Regions from separate parts of the Sus scrofa genome. Here region 1 is linked to region 2. Evidence: chromatin contacts called from public HiChIP or PLAC-seq data. All regions are on one chromosome and are shown on one strand. The core of a region is the stretch at or near the end of the contact, and the rest is flanking DNA. Distances in the headings are between cores, read along the strand shown.

Region 1 (6,894 bases), core at 4,338-6,837, 780 kb after region 2:
AATTCCTGTACAGCAATTTTGCTGATGTCACTCTCCTGGATATTTCTGCTCCTACTTTACAGATGACAAAACTGGGTCCCTGCGTGGATGAATATTTTGTCAAATAACTCATTAGATCAAGTCAGGGTAAGAACTTAAATTTGTCTGCCTCCACAAATGTGTCTTTCTCTCACAAAACCCCTTCTCTTCAGAAGTGAAATGTACTGAAAATTAAGATAATTGCTCCTTTCAATAAATTATTAATTATAACCACATGTGCCCTCCATAAAGTAAAATAATGCACGTGGGGGGGAAAATACATCTTTATACTGTTCCATTCCTTACAGTGCAGGAGATGCCACATCCAGATGTTGAATTATATAAAAGGGAGAATCGTATTGCCGAAACTTCCACCAATTCTTTGGCTGTCAAAAGTTGAAAACCTCAGATAGATGACCTTTTGTTTAGAGAAAATCATAACTCATAGTTTTAAAATTTGGCAAAGCTGAGAGTTTGGGTGGAAATGCATTATTCTGTACATTAAAGGAGAAAAAAGCTCAAAGGAGTTTTTTCAGGTAGTACACAGTAGAGGTAGAGGATGCTAGGAAATGGGAGAGAAAGCGAGGCGAATACTGAGTGCCTGATTTACAACAGCCAAGACTTGGATGCTACTAAATGTCCATCCACAGAGCTATGGATAAAGAAGATGCGGCATATATGCAATGCTATTCAGCCATAAGAAAGAATGAAATAATGTCATTTGCAGCAACATGGATAGAGCTGGAGATGATCATACTGAATGAATATTGAATGAAGTACGTCAGACAGAGAAAGACAAATATATGGTATTACTTATAAGTGGAATTTAATAAAAATGATACAAAAGAACTTATTTATTAAAAGGAAACAAACTCCCTGATTTCAAAACCAACGTTATGGACTCCATAGGTGAAACCATTAGGGGAGATGAATTATGAGGGTGGGAAGTTATACACTCCTGTATAAACTAGATGGCTAATGAGAACCTACTGTATAGCACAGGAAAAACTACTCAGTAGTTCTAATAACCTATATGAAAAAAATGGATTTATGAATGACTGATTCACTTTTCTGTACTCCTGAAGCTAACACAATATTGTAAGTCAATTATACTCTAATAAAATTAAATTATTTAAAAAGGAGAAAAAAGAAAAAAGAGAGTGCCTGACTAGTATGGCAGCCAGGAAATCCACAAGGAAGACTCCCGCCAGTGAGGAACCCTTGTCAGGAGTGAATCTATACAACTCTGGAAAGTTGAGACCTTATTAGTAACTTCTCATGGTTTTCTGCAGAGTTCCACACACCAAAAAAAAAAGAAACCCTTCCTTTTTCTCTCTCTGAATTTTGAATCAAAACAAGAAGACTAGGTTTGCATTCAGGGTGACTCAAGCTAGGAAGATAAGAGCCACAAGTGACGAGATATTAGTGAGATCAAGAATACAGAAAAGAAACTTAGAAAATGAGAAGAATAGGGGAAATTTGTGACCTTCCCCAAAAGGGATCTAAGCAGGTGTAATAGGAGGATGTACTATTGCTGGTTTTTTTTTGTTTATTTGTTTCTGGTTTTTTTGTTTTATTTGTTTCTTTGTTTTTCGTGTATGTAGATGGAAGTTTGAGCCCATTTATTTCAATACTAAAGGAAAATGGTGACCAACCACCATCAGCTGTAGGATTTGTAAGACACTCAGATATCTGGAACTGGGGTCATAAAGAGAATACTGACATCACCCCCAACTCTCTATCACAAGGGAAACAAAACTTTGCACAAAGGTTTTCCCAACATTTTTACTTTCCCTCCACCACACACTGTAGAGCCCATCAACATCCAATGATGGGCCTTAGGTAGGTAGAGAGGTCCTTTTGCTCAGACCACCATCTTTCTCTCTGTCTGAAAGGCCCTTCTCCATGTGCTACAGTTCTATTTAGACACCATTTCTTTATTAAGGCTTTTTTTTTTTTCCCTCCTGGCTCTTTCCTCCTTATTAATTTCTTAGGTCTATTTCTATTAAAATCCTTGCAACTCCAGAGTCTCACTACTAATGACGTTACTCTCTCCACATCTGACCTGTAAACAGCTTGAGTGAAGGGGAAGGCCCTGCTCAAGTCTTTGTTCTAGAACCTAGCACAGCACTGAAATATAGATTGTTCAATAAATCTTAATTTGACACGTAACCAAATGCTTGAATGATATCTTGTTAGGCAACTTTGTTCAAAACTGTATGAGGAGATCTCAAAGCTCAAATGGGATGCTTGAATTTTCTCGGGATTCTTAACCCACCTCAGTCACCATCTGTGACAGAGAAGCTATAATTATACATTCCCTGTGAGAATTATCACCATGAAAAAAATCACAACCTTAGCCGACAGAATTCATGGAAACCGAGCTCAACTCTTTTGAGCTCTTGAGAAATGCAGGAAACTGATTTTGCAGCTTGTTTCCTTTTCTCTCCTGAAGCATTGGTTTCTAATTTGATTGGTTCAATTTTTTTTTAATTTTGAAATAACTTCAAACTTACAGAAAGATTGTAAGAATTAAACAAAAACAAATCTTAAGTCCTCTTCATCCAGATTCAACCAGTTGTTAACATTTGCCACACTTGTTTTCATATCTCTCCCTTTTCTATATGTACATATGGATGTATATAAGAATACGTGTATGTACATGCATTTTATATAAATATATACACACATTCATGTACATACATATGTATATACATATACATATGTATGTATGTCTATACATTTTTATATACTTTTCCCCTTAAACTAATGACAGTAAGCTGCAGAATCTTACCCCTTTATTGGTAAATACTTCGATCTATAGTTCCTAAGAGCAAGGGAATTCACCTCCATAACCATAATATAATTATAAAAATCATGAAATTTAACATAGCACAATGCTATTTTTTGGCCGCATCTACCGCATATGGAAATTCCCAGGCCAGGGATTGAACCTGCACCCCAGTAGTGACCTAAGCTGATGCAGTGATGATGCCAGATCCTTAACTTGCTGTGCTGCAAGAGAAATCCTGGCACAATATTACTAACTAGCCCATGGATCACAGTCAAGTTTCACCAATTGTCCCAATGGTATATGCATCAAATTTTCCACTCCAGTACCTAATTTAGGATCTCCAAAGCCTTACTGGCTTGTATAAGACTGATACTTTTGAATAATACCAGCCACTAATTGTGCAGACAACTCCTCAGTTGGGGCTTTGGCTGATATTTCCGAATGACTTGATGTGTTTTATGCATTTTGGGCAGAAACACCACAACCTGAAGTCAGTGTATCTCTTTAGGAGTCACGTGGTCTCAGTTCATCCCATTTTTGGTGATCTTTGCTCTACAAACTACTTAATAACTGCAAGTGGAAAGATAGTGACTGTACAATGGAGAAACCTGGCAAACACATCGTAATCAAATGATCAAAGTTAACATTACCAGTGGCTGATAAAAAATTGAAAATCTCCTTCAATAAAATGTTCAGCTATTTTAAGTACTTATTTGTCACCGAGGCAGATTTTGCATTCTGGAAAAAATATGCATGAAAAACATGACTTTGGTTTTTGCAGCAACATTAACTTAGTGCCCAGTGCATCAAGTCTAGAATACTTTTGATGATATTCAACAACCTAAGTCCTTCATGACAAGTTACTTACTTGTAATACTCCCACATATCTTTTTAAATCTTCCTGTGATCTTATGTACAAATGAGGAAACAAAAATACCTGGGCCAAGGTCTCAAAGCTAAAAATAATGCTGGCATGTATGTCCTTTTTCATCTCCCTGAAAGCCCCGTGTTCTTTACTCTGAACGTCTTTGTTCAAAACCAGTGAAATTATGGTCGCCCAACATTAGAAAAGTGCTCAACAGAAGCTATTTCTAGTTGCATACTCTTAATTCTCACTCTGTCGTTAAAAGAATAATGCAAAGAAAGAATGCAGAAGAAGACTGGAAGTGAGAGGGGAGTGAAGACTAAGTAGAGCAGGTGGTGAGAAGAAAAAGGATTCCTGTTTCTCCCACAGGAGACCAGTCCTGCCTGCAGCCTTCTAAAAAGCAAACCAAGCTAATCTGAATGCAGGTATTTCTAGGTGAGCTCAAATACCCTTTACAGAGAAAGCAGGAAGCTGTGTTTCACTGCAGATAGGAACTTAAAAGCAGCAACTATATATAGCACTCCTGTTCAGAGAAAAAAAAAAAGTTTCCAAAGAGCCCCAAAATTTTCAAGTTATAGAGAAACCTCATCTGTGGGCGGGGCTCTCATTAAGCAGATATTTGGAAGAGATGTCATAAAATGGAGGTCACGCTGATATTGCCCACGCGACTTCCGGAAGGGAGACGTGGAAAAGGACCGGATGGAGGGCACAGGGTGGCAAAGTTGCCTCTCTTCTCTTGGCTGAGCAAAAAGGAGTCTCTTTCTTCCACTTGGAGTCTACGATGCACACTCACCTGCATCTGCAAAGCCTGCAAGGCAGGAAAGAGGCTTTGCAATGTTCAACCTTTGTTCCTACTGATTTTTGGAAAGAGTCATATGAATTCTACAGAGGGTGGTTGGGGCTACAAGATACCTCCAAAGAGGAAGTGGGAACACAAACACTGGAGAGAAAAGAGTCCTTAATAAGGAGGTTGCAATCACTAGGAGGAAGCCTTCCAAACATACTGTTTCTTCTCTCTTTTTGCCCTTTCTGGAGGATGAAAGGGCAGGGAGCTGCACTGTCCAGATCACTTTCTTTTTATGAGCAGCTGTTTCATCCTTTGTCCACCACAATTCTCCTTGCTTCTCACTCGCTCACAACTCTACTCTTCGAGGATAAGTTACTTTCTAATTGCTGACCCCAGTGGTTTAGTCTGTGTTGCTCTCTTCTTCCTATCTGTCACTCGCAATGTCTCCACTTGGGCATCCCTTTGTTAGAGTAGAGCTCATTCCCTCCAGTTACCCCTTTCCTGTTTTCCTTGAAAACCAGCACACAAGACCAAGAGCATAAGACCATGAAGCAGTACAGGGACAGACAGGGCAGTTAAGGGCTCAGACTCTGAAGTCAGACACACCTGTTGTAAAATCGTGTGCTCTTAGCCAAGCCTACATTTCAGTGTCTTCATTTGCAAAACTGACAGCCATATATCTCATGTCTCACAGGGTGCATGCAAAGTCCTTGGCACATAGTAAGGACTTAATAAATCTTAGTTACTAGTACTGGCAGCATCGTCATTATCACTGTAGTCGTTGTTATATTAAGCCCCATCATCATCCTTATCTTCTTTAAACATTATGAGGAAGAAGACAAGAAATAAGAAACACAGGTTTGAAAATTTCTAGAAATTTCAGAATCTTACTAAATTTTCACTGTGGTTTTTTAAGACTATGCCTTAGTCCTTTTACTTATATTTTCTAAGGATGTCTTTTTCTCAAGAGAAGGTGTACATTTACATGGTAAGGAGAAGGAACTGGTCTATGCCTACCTCAACCCCAACACCTGGCACAGCTGGCCCGAGGTGAGGATCTGAAGAAGGCAGAGCAGGGCCGTGGCCACCCAGTCCTCTAACAGTCTCTTGGTTCCCCTTTGCCCTGGGTCAAATGCAGAGGGCCCAGCACTTGGGCTTCCTTCTGCCTTGGCATTTACTACACTATGTTTATAGCTGCTCCAGGGCTGTGGTCCATTTTCTTAAATGCCTCCCTGACTAGATCACAGGTGCCTCTAGAATGCAAGTGTGTTTAATTCATCTCTGTGTTCATCAGCCCAAGCACAGTACAGGAGGAAGGAGCTGGGCCAGGGCTCCCTCTTTCTCATCACTTTTCTCAGTCTCACTTTCTGTTCCTCATCTGTCAGTGAAGAGTCACATTGGGAGAGAATCGCAGCTATAAATAACCCTCCCTCCTCAAACACACACCCACTCCAGTGGACAAATGAGGAAATGGGCTCTAAGACCAAACACCCTGGATCTGGGATCTCACAAGAGGTGAGCAAGGTGAGCATGGGGGAGTCAGACTTCCTGGCTCACATTCCCACACAGTCTCTGTCTTCATGGGCTCATAGGCTCTACTGAGTGTTTATCATTTGGGGGAACCCCAGACAGGTGACTCACCACAGAGAACTACCCTGTTTTCACAGGAAGGATCACCTGCACGCCTTCCCTCATGCCCTTCTTGACTGAAAACTGCCCCTGACATCCAGTGACCACATCCTCCTTGCCATTTACACCTAGATAGGGTCTTCCCCTCTTCCCCTTCCTCCTCCCCCACCCCTACTTTCTTGAAAAATTGACTTATTCTGGGCAACAGTCCCATTCTCTTATATTAATGTGAAGATGGGTGCTAAACTGGTCACATCTATATGCATTTTTAGAAGGGTTTTTAGAGCTCATTGTCTCTAATCCAAAGAGTGATGGCAAATCCTAAGTTCAGGAGAGTAGACATGACTAGGTGGCATTTCCAGATGATGGGGATATGGAGGGACAGTAGGAAGGCTTGTGCTACTGGTCACGATGCAAACTCAGTAGCCCGTGCCTTTGAATGTGTTGATAAGTCAGATAATTGGTGAGTGAAGTATGTATTGTCTGATCCAGAGATTGTGCAATATCCCACTTTAGCGCCCAAAGTCTTGATGGCATAGCCTACTCCTTCCTCATAAGGAACATGGAAATAAAAGCCATGGAAGTAATTATTATCAGAGGTATCATTGGTCTATTGACCTTTCCCTACATGCAGGTCATATAATGTGACTATCACATTTTGAGGTAGGAGTCATTGTAAAGACAACTCAACTCAGAGAACTTGGATCATGTTACACGGCTCAGAAGTGGCTTTGAATCCAGGGATGTCTTACTCCAAAGCCCACTCCTTGGATTTCCCACATGGTGGCCATGATCCTATGG
Region 2 (7,542 bases), core at 1,158-3,657:
TTTTTTTAAAAAGCATGGTCTTGGGAAATTGCAAAAGCTGAACAGAAAGTATGAAATCTGGAAGTTTAAAAAAGGCACACAACCTCTCCAAAGTGGCCAAAAAAAAAAAAAATGATACTGAGAAGCAGAGGATATTCGCTCTCTTGTAATTGTTCCAAATCTCACTCCTTTAGTCCACTGTTCTTTTCCTTATGACCTTAAGAAATAAGAAAGCTTGCCAATTATTGACCCAGGAACTTTCTCATAAATGCTCCTTGGGTATCATGAGAATTTTTCTTGTAATTTATCATGAATAACAAAGGTCCAGAGAGAACTGCCCTGAGAAGAGCCAGTCACATGGTCGTATCACTTGATGTGCCGGAGATGCTGGCGGATGTAACTGAGTGGGGTTGCAGACAGGTTCACTCTGGGGCATGTGGAAGCTGTCCGGCTTCATCCAGGTGTCACGTGCCGAGCAAAGTCACCTGAGGTTACCTCGGTTTTATTTCCGGAATGGGCTTTTCTGGAGGACCCGAGTGGACCCCTCACTGGTCTAGATCCAGAGTCAGTTGCTAACTCTGCTGTTTTAGTAGCTGCATGGCCTCAGACATCGCTTTAGGTCTCTGCTCCTCAGAATTTCTCAGATGTAAAATGGAAATGCATGACAGCTGGCTACCTCATTTGGTGGTTGCGAAAATTAAATGAGGAAATAGAGGCAAAGTATTTGGCATGCAGTGAATGCTGTTATTGTTCTTTTTCTGCTTTTAGTAGACCCAGTAGCTATGTGGAGGTCGATAAGTGTTTTGTTTTTGTTTTTGTTTTGATGGCCACACCTGTGGTTGTTTCTGGGCTAGGAGTCGAATTGGAGGGGCAGCTGCCAGTCTACACCACAGCCACAGCAGTGCCAGATCTGAGCTCCATCTGTGACCTACACCACAGCTCATAGCAACACTGGATCCTTTAACCCACTGAGTGAGGCCAGGGATCAAACCTGCATCCTCATGGATACTTGGTTGGATTCTTGACCTGCTGAGCCATGACAGGAACTCCGAGGTTGATAGGTTTTTAAGCCAAGAATACATGAATACCTACTGTGAGCAGGATGTGCACACTGACTCAAGGGGATGGGAGGATGCTGGGGGCTCACACTTGTTCATTGTCTACTGGGTGTCAGGCACTGTGCTAGACCCTCTCCTGCATGTCATGTTTAATTCTTAGGGTAGCCTGTGAGTGGGAGTTATCACTCACTCTCTCTCTCTCTCTCTCTCTCTCTCTCTCTCTCTCATTCACTCACTCTCTCCTCTCTCTCATCCTCTTTCATGGATTAGGAAACAGGTTTAGGGAGTTTCTTACCTTCCTCCAGTTCTGCAGCCAAGCAAGTGGCTGCTTGGGAAAGACATTCAACTTTCCCTCTAGTTTATTGTGCAACTGACCAAGTTCACAATCTCAGACATGTATTTTAGGAAGTTCCCTACAGATGGACGCTATCTAATTGCTTTCATTCTTAACAATGGCTGGATCATAGGTTTTCTGATGTGCTGATTAACTGTGACCCCACTTGTAGCTCTCTTCTGCCTGAAGACAGTGTTTGTCCCCCAGCCTTTATGACATCAAGAGCAGAAAGCTGCCTTTTGAGGCCTCTGCCCTGCATGCAAGGCAGAGAGACAAAGAGATGGTGAACAAGGCTCTTGGCTGAAAGCATTTAGATTTAGCCAAGTTCTTTTTCAAGTTTTCCAAGCCTTCCTTCCCTTGACACCTCTGTGCCTTTGCATGAGCTCATTCCTCTGTTTTACAGAGTCCTGCTCATCATCCTTCTATGTTCTGCTTGACTGTTTTTTTTTTCTTTCTATGTCAAGGCATTTTTTCATTCACAGGTAGAATGAAGCATTTCCTTCTTTTTCTTATATCTTAGCAGTTCTTGCAATGCAGTAAGTCTGATTGGTTCCCAGCCTGCTCCATTATGCTGGGAGATTCTTGAGGAATTGCGTCTTTTTCCTTTTAGTATCCAGTGCCTGGCAGGCACAAAAATTGGTATATTAATACTAGTAATTAGTGAATCAAAAGAGGCCCGCACTGGCCTCTGAATCATTGTGGTGTGTCTGAGAGCAGTGTTATCCTCTTAAGGGGCTAACCGTTTATGCCCACTTTCCCGGCCTTTGCCTGGTCTCAGCATCCTTGCTGTTACTCTTCTGTGGTCCAGGCCATCTCCGAATACCTCTCCCTGATGACTCTTTTGGTCCAAACTCTACCTCGACTGTTTATTTCTATTTTCTGCCTGGGACCCTTGGAAATCCTGCTTGAACTGGCTTGGCACTTGCCTCCCAGAGTGAATTGTTTAAAAAATAATCAGCGCGAGATACAAGTTGCTCAGATTACCGGCATTTGAGGAAGAGATACACATGCGTGCCAAAGCGAGAAACCATTCACGAAGCTGGGGGTGGGGGAGGGGATAGCAGTTGCAAAGGATATGCAAGCCACTTCCCTTTCTCCGGTGACTAGAAACTCTGGCAAAAGTTATCAGAACCATCATCTCTCTGATCATTCCTTTATCTGTGCGTTCATTCATTTGTCCTGTGGAGCCCAGATTACTGAAGGAGCCTCTCATGGTCTCTCTCCCTCTCTTTTGGCTCCTGTCTAGATTATCATCTAATGCAGCACAGACCATGACCTTTCTTCTTCTTCTTCTTCTTTTTCTTCTTCTTTTTTTTTTTTTTTTTGTCTTTTTAGGGCCGCACCTGCAGTGTATGAAAGTTCCCAGGCTAGGGGTCCAATCAGAGCTGCATCTGCTGGCCCACATCACAGCCATGGCAACATGGGATCCGAGCTGTGTCAGCACCTTACACCACAGCTCATGGCAGTGGTGACTCCTTAACTCCCTGAGCAAGGCCAAGGATCGAACCCCTGTCCTCATGGATACTAGTCAGGTTTGTTGCTGCTGAGCCACAATGGGAACTCTGACTATGATTTTTCTACGGTTTCCCATTATACACAAGATAAAAGGAAAAGCTCCTTGGCATGGCATCTAAGATCGGTGATCTAGTCTCTGCTACTGGAGCCCTCTCATCTCCTGGAGCTCTAAACCTGGCCCCAGCAATATTGGACTCTTAAGAACACCTACGAAATGCCAGTTTATTTTGTCTCCAGGCTTTTTTTTTTTTTTTTTTTTTTGTCTTTTTACCTTTTCTAGGGCTACTCCTGCGGCATATGGAGGTTCCCAGGCTAGGGGTCTAATCGGAGCTCTAGCCACCAGCCTACGCCAGAGCTACAGCAACGCCAGATCCGAGCCACGTCTGTGACCTACACCACAGCTCACAGCAACGCCGGATCCTTAACCCACTGAGCAAGGGCAGGGATTGAACCCGCAACCTCATGGTTCCTAGTCGGATTCGTTAACCACTGAGCCACGACGGGAACTCCATTGTCTCCAGGCTTTTCTGTGTGCTGCTCTGTCTTCTTGATTTCTTTCTGTTCTTCTCTTACTTAGTTTTCAAAACTCATCTCAGCTTTATCTCCACTGTAAGGTTTTCTCTGATACTTCCAATCTAAAGGCGCTATGAGCCACTTGCAGCAACATGGATACAACTAGAGAGTCTCATACAAAGTGAAGTAAGTCAGAAAGAGAAAGGCAAATACCATATGATATCACTCATATGTGGCATCTAAAATGTGGCACCCATGAACCTATGTACAGAATAGAAACAGACTCAAGACATGAAGAATAGACTCGTGGTTGCCAAGTGGGAGAGGCGGGGTGAGAGGTGGGTTGGGAGTTTGGGGTTAGTAGATGCAAACAATTACATTTGGAGTGGATAAGCAATGAAGTCCTGCTGTATAGCACAGGGAACTATATCTAGTCTCTTGGGATAGACCATGATGGAAGATAACATGAGAAAAAGAATGTATAAATATGCACAATTGGGTGACTTTGCTGTATAGAAGAAATTGACACAACATTGTAAATCAACTATACTCTAATTAAAAAAAAACAAAGGAGCTATGAGTCCTTTTCTCCACTCTAGTATTGAAGGCACAGACCCGTCATCGCTCTGACCCTATTGGGCTGAATGTGCTTGACATTTATCTTTCTCCCTACTTGTCTGTGAACTTCTCACAGTCAAAGCCCATATATTCATCCTTACAAGAGCAGTTCACGATGACGTATAGTAGGCACTAAATAAATGCATATTGGATGAGTGCATTAGTTGTATGTTGCATGCTAGGGCATTTGAATATTACCCTGAATCCAAATAGAATCATTCATAGGTTTTAAGCGATGTTAGTGTCAGGGTTGGGGTAGTGCTTAAGGATAGAATGGAGAATGGAAGTGGTTGGACCATACTGGAGACAAAGAATCAAGCCCGTCTTCTCACCCTCATCTCTAGCTCCCTCATCTCTTCTCCATCCATCCTGGAGACTGTCACCTCATGAACCTCTTTTTTTTCCCCTTCTTTTTATGGCTGCACCTGCAGCATATGGGATTTCTTGGGCTAGGGGTCAGATAAGGGGCCTACACCACAGCCATGGAAACACTGGATCCGAGTGGCATCTGCGACCTACACCATAGCTTGCAGCAAGGCCAGATCCTTAACTCAATGGAGGAGGCAAGGGATCAAGCCTGCATCCTCATGGACATTATGTTGGGTTCTTAACCCACTGTACCACCATGAGAACATCATCTCATGAACTTCTTTCCTCCTTCAAGACACAGATAATACATCATCTCCTCTCAGGAGCTGTCTCTGACCTATTTTCATAGTACTTTGTAATGCTCTCAATTGTAATATCTCTAATATTTATTGAGCATTTGATTATGTACTGAGCACTTTGCACTTAAAAAATTAATCATCACAGTGGCCCAGTGAGACCCTATTATGACACTTTGACACTTGAGTTGCAGCTGAAGCCCAGAGAGGTTAACTCACTTGCTCAAATTACCCAGCTAGGAATAGTGGATGACATGTGAGTGCAGGTCTGATTCAGAGTCACTGCACTTCCCTATGACAATATCTGTATCATGGGTTCTTTCTCTGCCCACATCTCATATTGTTGGAGAACACCAGACACAAACCCATTGGCTTTAACTTAGTTCTGTACCTCCAACCAGTATGTTGGTTGGCATGCTGACATTGGGAGACCTCAGGATTGTTTGTAGTGTTTTCCGTCTAGTTTCCTCTGGGTAATGCTGGTGACCCCCATTCTTTGTTTCTTTTCTTTGTGTCCCTAAAGACTCTTTCATGAAGCTCGGTTTTCAGCTGTCTTGGATCACTTTCTCTCTTCCTTTGATGTTTTGATTTGAATTCTTCCTCCATTTCCCCCATTGCCCCATGAAGCTGTTGTCCCTGTTTTTTGACGAGTTGGTGCCCTCCGCTTCCAGGGACCCATTGTTCTGACATGGTGAACTGTGATCCCCACTTCAAAGCGCCATTGCCAGTTCTGATAGCAGGTCCGCACCTCCCAGCTGCACCTTTCCCAAAAGGTCATGCCCTTCAACTTGAAGAAGAGAGGAGAGGATTAACTGGGTCTTTAATTCTTTCAATTCTCTTACCCTGGGCTTGTGTTATGATGGAAGGTTAGGTTGAATTAGGTTCAGATTCTGCCTCTCTTGCTTCTCAGCTGTGAAACGTCTATGAAATGGGAGCACCGATGCCTGCTTTGCTGAGCCATGGGGAGGCTTCAGTGTGGTAATGGTATGCAGGCTCTTTGTTCAGTCCCTGGTGCATAGTCCTGCTGAATGCTAACCATTTCCTTTCCCTTCATAAAATCACCACCGAGGGGCCTCATGATCAGCTACTTTGTGTAAATCAGCCCAGTTGGGTAGAGGCTCGTGGGCTTGATGGTGATTCGGGTAAAATGAATTTTCCACCTATTTACCATATAACCAGACACTGGATAGGCGTTTCGGTATATGTCTTGTCGCATGATCTTATCACAAGAAGTTGATATAGGTCTTTTGTAAACGGTCAGATAGTAAACCTTTTAGGCCTTTCAGGCATGGGGTCTCTCACACGTCTCCTTAACCCTGTCTTTGTAATGTGAAAACAGCATAAATAGTATATAAACCAGTGAGTATAGTTCTGTTTTGCTAAACTTTTACTTGCAAAAAATGTCGTGAGTCAGATTTGGTGCACTGGTCAAAGTTTACTGACCCCATTTCTAAAATGTTTGTGGCCAATTCTCACTCTCCCATATTGTAGCTGCCACCCTTCCCCCCCAACCAAAGATAGTGCATTCATCCAGTGGCTTCATTAGCCTTCATGCAGTTGTCTCTGCTCTCTAGGTAGGCAGGTGGCAAACATGATGGCATTTAGTAATGGAGGCCCTCTGACCCAACATGGTAATGCTGGCACATCATCCTTTGTGCCTCAAGGACCACCTCCTGCTTCTGAGCAGGTCCTCCCTCCCACTCTGGCCAGAGTCCCCTTTTCTGTTTCACTCCAGTTGGGAAGACACAACCTTCTTCCACTTGGCATCCTCTTGATTTCCCTCCATTCTATGAGAATGTTTACTCTCTGATTTCCTCCTAGAATTACCTTCTCTGTCCCTATCACATATAAGAATAGTTGATTCTGGAGTTCCCATGTGCTGCAGCAGGTTAAGGACCCAGTGTTGTCACGGAAGTAGTTCAGGTTGCTGCCATGGCATGGGTTCAGTCCCTGGCCTGGGAACTTTTCAATGCCATGGGTGTGGCCCCCTCCCCCCAATAGCTGATTCTAAGGCAGAAATTTGAGATTCTGTTTTTGGAATTGGACAGATTGGGTTCGAGTTCTGGCTTTTTCCTACTTAATAGCCATGTGACCGTGTGAAAGTTATGTAAACTCTCTAAACCCTAGTTTTTAAAAATTTATGAAGTAAGGGCAACAGTCGTACCCACCTCATAGGAAAGCAAGTACCCTCAGCTCTTTGCGTGACCCATAGGAAGGATTCATTCATTCATTCATCCATTCCCCCATCTGGTATCTACTGAATATCTAAAATGTGCCAGTCACTGAATGTCAGCCTTTATGATAACAGCAATGGTCACTCATTGTGTCAATAGCAGGACCAAGGCTAAAGTCAGATCTACCAAACTTCCCATGCTTCTTACTCAATAATGACTTTGAGCATCAGTCGTTTTAGGAAATTTATGACTTTTCATCAGTATTACAGTTTTTGGTGCACCCTTTCCACCCAATCTCTTTTTTCACATCAAAGTCCTTTGTAGGCTCCATAGTACTTCCCAACTCACAAAAAATTCAAGCTTGGTAAATATTCACCAAATGAATGGATTTGGTGAGCAAACCAGTATCAAGTAGATTTTTAAAAAATAATGTAAAATTCTGCAAAGGACTTATGTAGTTTTTGCTCATTCCTACCCTCTCTCTGACCATTGATATTTCTCCTATTTTTCCTTTTTTGCCTTGAGATTGATCTTTTCAATCATTTCTCACAAGTACCCAAATTCTATCCAGAACTCTCATTGCTTTCCAGTCTGTGATGGTCAGACCACACTTCGCACGCCATGCATTTGAATATTCAGTGGCTTAGGTTGCTGCCAAGCCTAATTTTCCCAATGTCCCTTGCTGT

The links. HiChIP or PLAC-seq counts read pairs in DNA pulled down with a chosen protein or histone mark.
Region 1: an H3K27ac HiChIP or PLAC-seq map of alveolar macrophages shows a contact between it and region 2. The contact joins two enhancer-like sites. A contact is called at or near these places in 1 of 47 Hi-C or Micro-C datasets (embryonic fibroblasts) and 1 of 2 datasets of contacts at active chromatin or transcription factors (alveolar macrophages).

The regions. Positions count from the first base shown.
Region 1 is chr4:11,696,959-11,703,852 of Sscrofa11.1, forward strand. No RefSeq gene overlaps it. Among named protein-coding and RNA genes, the nearest start is that of MYC, 760 kb to the right of the region's middle. Within about 2 kb of position 5,588, at least 14 of the 83 cell types and tissues checked have an H3K27ac peak or open chromatin away from gene starts, as enhancers often do. A contact at or near this core is called in alveolar macrophages, where this site is marked.
Region 2 is chr4:10,923,519-10,931,060 of Sscrofa11.1, forward strand. No RefSeq gene overlaps it. Among named protein-coding and RNA genes, the nearest start is that of FAM49B, 450 kb to the left of the region's middle. Within about 2 kb of position 2,408, at least 5 of the 83 cell types and tissues checked have an H3K27ac peak or open chromatin away from gene starts, as enhancers often do. A contact at or near this core is called in alveolar macrophages, where this site is marked.